Linked DNA regions of Gossypium hirsutum: region 1 is linked to region 2. The links are chromatin contacts, called in public Hi-C maps. All regions are on one chromosome and are shown on one strand. The core of a region is the stretch at or near the end of the contact, and the rest is flanking DNA. Distances in the headings are between cores, read along the strand shown.

Evidence for each region. Hi-C and Micro-C count contacts between places; a contact is called where the count stands out from the background.
Region 1: a Hi-C map of leaf shows a contact between it and region 2, with 2.5 times the contacts expected there. The contact joins the enhancer-like site here to the promoter of LOC107910733 in region 2. A contact is called at or near these places in 2 of 34 Hi-C or Micro-C datasets (leaf and petal).

What each region holds. Positions count from the first base shown.
Region 1 is chrD02:20,321,164-20,323,863 of Gossypium_hirsutum_v2.1, forward strand. No RefSeq gene overlaps it. Among protein-coding and RNA genes, the nearest start is that of LOC107908097, 23 kb to the right of the region's middle. Within about 2 kb of position 1,303, at least 3 of the 9 cell types and tissues checked have an H3K27ac peak or open chromatin away from gene starts, as enhancers often do. A contact at or near this core is called in leaf, where this site is marked.
Region 2 is chrD02:20,005,468-20,008,167 of Gossypium_hirsutum_v2.1, forward strand. It overlaps LOC107910733 (serine carboxypeptidase 1), which reads left to right and starts at 1,330. Exons shown (of 8, transcript XM_016838701.2): 1 at 1,330-2,012. The coding sequence starts at 1,637.

The sequences.
Region 1 (2,700 bases), core at 53-2,552, 320 kb after region 2:
GGTTTAGGGAAAATAGGTTAAGGCTTTCCACTGAGGAAACATTTTATATGGGGTTTCATCCTCTGTAGAGGCACCTTTAAAAAAGTTGCCCACATTTAGGAAAAAAATTATCCAGTGACTTAGGTAGATGGGTCATGGGTATTAGTTTTACTAGTTGCACATGGTCACTAGGACTATCAAAAGTCACAAAGTAGTCAATGTTAGGGATCAAGGAAACAAATTAGGGCATTCTAGGCACCTAGGCTTTAGGTTTTTCAACTGTGGTGGCATGAACAATCTTTGACATAAATGAACGGTTATATTAACACTCAGATCAATCGATGAGGGTAGATAATCTTTGTGGAATTGACACTTCAGCTATAGGTCACTCTGAAATTGTACAACTATGGTGTTGATTCAATTAAGTACGGTGAATCATCAATCACTTTAGAAGCCAAAATGAAGGTCTAAGTTTAGATTGCTCTAAGGATTTTAGAAAATAGTTTATGTTTTTTTGTTGTGTAATGTTATGTTACTAACTAACTAGCTGCCTTAACGTGTAATGTGATATAAATTATGCTATTGTAAAAAAAATTCATGAATTTTATGTCTTAAAATGAATATTGATAAAACATATTTCTTATTTTTCTGATGTTTGATCTACCAAAACATTAAACCTTAAACAAAATGAATAAAAATTAATTATATAAAGTAAAAAAATCTAATCCATAAACCATAAATAAAATGAATTAAAATTAGTTAGGAAATTATAAAAAAATGATGAATTTGAATTACTTTAGTTTCTTGCGTCTTTTTTTTTCAAACAACAAATGTTTCGATTTTTCATTAAAATAGGAAATTTCAAATTCATTACACATACCTTAATCCCTATAAAGTGTAAAGAAATAACAAAAATTATTAATAAACGCTTGTTAGGTAGAATAAAAAATAATTTATTGTTTGGTAGGTGTATCAAATATTAATCCATTTTCTGGGTAAAGTCACGATCGATCTTCACATTTGCAAAGTAGATACCCTTGTTAGGTTTGAAAGTATAAGAAAAAATACATCTTCAGAAATAAAGCATTACTCTTGACCTCCTCCCAACTTCTAATCTGATGTATATGAGCTTATCCCAATTAGTATAGATATGGTTTATCATTGACCCTAAACCATTCTACACAAATCTCAAATGGAACAAAATTATAATCCTGGATAAATGTAGCCTATAAGATATGTTGAAAATGATTGGCCCAATTGATGACATTCTGGACATGTTTAATAGCCCAATTGTGCTTCGACTCCAAACCTAAATCCATATCATGATACCTATCCATGTCATTTGGATTTGTTAGAATTTCTTACACCACTTCTAATTGCCACAAAGACATATATAAATGGCGTGCACACATTAAAAACTTGACTATGCGCATGTGCGATTGGTGGTAGTAGGACATTAATTTTTACCACCTAGTACGCCTTCTACACAAACTCTAAAAATAAATAAAAAAATATATTTAAATTCAATTATGAGGTGATATTAATTATATTAAATAAATATATGATAACACATGAATTATCGAATTATTTAATTCAATATTAATAGATGCTTGTATTGTTATAATATCATCCTTCTAGTAAGTTATATGATAATGATGACTAGACCACCTATTAAAATAAAAAACTATTAGAACCGATATAAAATGATAAGAATGTTTAACCTTTTATAACATATGCTTTAAATTTTACTTTCTAGAGAAAAGGGAAACTGAGATTCTTTGGGGGCACATCTCCACTAAATCTATATAAGATCCATGTGGGCGCTCAGATTCATTGATTGCCATTCGTCCTAAGGTGTTTTATCCTAGGACATAACATCATCGTCGGTGACAGGGAGATCAAATCAGACTACCATGTCAATAGCCTTTTAACACGTAGTTGAACATGTCTCCCACTATAAAAGAGCCCATGCAAAGAACTCATAGACACTCATGTACACTTCTTCCTTAACCCAGAAAATATTCATACTAGAGAATCTTTCCATCTATCTCTTCTTCAGGTGGTCCTCCACACCAACCACCATCTTCCTCTACATGTTAATCCAACGATTAACAATATTGAAGTAGAAAAACCTGAAGTTTGATCTCCAACATTTAATATCTTATTTGATCAATTCTAATGTTATAATGTATTGTTGTAATATATTATACAATTTATATCATGTAAAAAATAAAATTATATAATATGTTAAATTATGCCATAAGTCCCTATACTCTTCATGATTTGTAATTTAGTCCATATATTTTTATTCCTAGGAATTTACACCCTATACTTTTCAAATTTCAAAATTCAAATCTAATTGTTAAAATTGTAAATTTTTTTTTGTTAAATTTATTGGTGTGGCCTTTTGAAATAATAAAAGTGCTAACTTGGTAGCAATGTAACTAAAAAAATGATGTCGTAATGAACCTAAATTTAACAAAATACTTGAAATTTGAAATTTGAAAGGTAGATGAATTAAATTCCTAGAAATAAAAGTATAGGACTAAATTCCAAATTTATGAAGTGTATAAGGACTTATGACATATTTTAATCTATATAATATTATAATATAAATATCAAAAAATATGTTATAACTATTTATATCTAAAATTTTGATAAAAAGAAGAAAAATGTATAAAATTATTAAATTAACACTATGTTTGGATAAATATAATTAAA
Region 2 (2,700 bases), core at 80-2,579:
TACATAACCGCCAAATTATCAGGGGTTTCCTTGAAAATGAATCATTGACTAACATTTTGTGTGTTAATATGCTAACATCATCTTTTTAGAATCGCCTGCCGGTGTCGGATTCTCTTACTCAAATAGAACCTCAGACTATAAGTCAAGTGGAGATTTAAGAACTGCCCAAGATTCCTATACCTTTCTTGTTTACTGGCTCCAAAGATTTCCTGAATACAAAACCAGGGAATTTTTCCTGGCAGGAGAGAGTTATGCAGGCCATTATGTACCCCAGCTTGCTCACACTATACTCCAAAATAATCAACACACCAATCAAACTATAATCAATCTAAAAGGAATTGCAGTAAGTTCCTGTAAGAATGTTCTTATATATTTATGTTGTCATGAAATGAATGTTAACAGGGGGGGTGTTATTGATGTATTAGATAGGTAATGCTTCTATTGATTTTGAAACAATTATGAGAGGAGCAGTGGATTTCTAATGGACGCACGCCCTTACGTCTGATGACATATACACTGGACTTGCATTGAACTGCGATTATTCTACTCTAAATTTATCATCCAAAGTTTGCTTAGGATTTGGGGATAAAGCAAATGATGCTGCTGGTAACATGTATGCCTCTATGCTCCCTTATGCAATTCCTCCTCAACTTCCACTTACCTTATATACCAAGTTGGTGAATAGAATGTTCCTAGTATTTTTTTCCACTTCTGCTTACTGAGAATTAAGAAATAGGTTTCGGCTTTCCATTCCTGCTCGAAAATTTATATTCATTCCATTAACAGTTTTGCCAATCATTAAGGAAGTAATGGACAGTGGAATTCGGGTTTGGATCTACAAGTTAGTCATTTGACTAAGTCCAATTTCATAGCCTTGGATAAAAACATTGATAGCTCATTAAACAAGAATCAAAGTTAAAAACTTTCTAATCAAGTTTAATGGTATTATGTCAGTGGTGACACAGATGGTGCCCTGCCTCTATTATGTAGCAAATATGCCATAAACAAACTGGGGATGCGCATTAAGACTGCCTGGTATCCTTGGTACCTCCATGGGGAGGTAAGAGTTTGAACTGAATTTCACTAATCTAATTATTGCTATTAGAAAATGAATCAAAGGTGTGATCAAGCTAATCATCTAGCTGGTTTTTGTCAAGGTTGGAGGGTATGCTGTTGGATATCAGAACTTAATATTTGTAACAGTAAGAGGAGCTGGACATTCTGTTCCCAGTTACCAGCAAGCCTGGGCCCTGGTGCTCTTCTCGTCCTTCCTAAACGGAAAGCTTCCGCCATCCGCACGAAGGTTCGACCGTTGAGAGAATGATAAATGTATTTTGCTAATTGATATATCATATTAACCGGAAATGTAATGTTAACTTTGTAACAAAGGGTTGAATGTTGAAAACCACACTCACCAAATTTCAACGTGGGTTAATTTTCATTCCCAAACAACAACAGGAATACATATCAAGCTGGCCCCAGGCCCCAGTAGATTTGTTAGCAAGTGCATCAAGCTGTGACTTGGCTACAAAATGGAAAATTATCCTCTGCCAGTATAAATTAGCATCAATATTGGCTTGCATACATACTTAATACTATTAGAAGCTTGCATAAGCTCTTGAGTCCAGAGGCCACCATGAAAGTTACTATTAAATACTTGCTGCTTGTGTTGTCTTGCTACTTTACAACTTTCCTCATTTCATGCAAGGGAAACCAGATTGGCAATCTCAACAGGTTGATCGAATCTCGCAAATCTCCACACCCTGAATCATGGGCTCTACTAAATGATCAAGAAGATAGTCACAACTCTCCAGTGTATGTAGGATCCCAGAAAGGGATGATGCAAAGTGATAAGATCAACGCACTGCCGGGACAACCTGAAGGAGTGGATTTTGACCAATATGCAGGCTATGTAACGGTAGACCCTATAGCTGATCGAGCGTTGTTCTATTATTTTGTGGAGTCACCACAAAATTCTTCCGACAAGCCTCTCGTTTTATGGTTAAATGGAGGTATCAAATTTATCTATACTTCTGAATCAACAGATAGGTATCGAGTTTATTTGCATGGGTATAGAAAATGTCATATTAAATCAAAACTGAATATGCCATAGCAATAACATCTGCCATTTACTGCATCACATGGTCTGCATATGATAAGCTTGAGTATATGCAAAAAAGAGAAGTATTTGCATACTCAATCTTTGGGAAATATGATTGTATAAAGAAGCTTGACGATAGTTTCAGTACAACACCGATGTAGAACTCCCATGTTTAACCTATCCATAGATCAAACCTTGATTAATCATTTCTGTAGAAAAAGCATCCATTTTGAAACAATAATAGTACTAGAAAAGTGTTTTTCCATCTGAAATCAATATCATCCTTCAGCTTTTCACAGAAACAAAGAACTTAGTGTAGGACCATTTCACTGTTGCGAACCAGAGCACTTCAAATTCACGCTGTCCTGCATGTTACAACAGTCCACACGCATGGTAGAAATAAGGGACCTAGAATCTTCAGTTTTCCAACTTGCAAGGACCAGCAAGTTGTGTGATAGGCTGGTTGACTGAGTCCAGCCAGGTAGGGAGCCCACTTTACTAAGAATATCCCATTGGACTCTTTTATGTTCAAACAATAGCTACTGCTTTCCCACAAGAAAAGTTGACTAGTGATATAGTCTTTGTCCCGAAGCTTAATC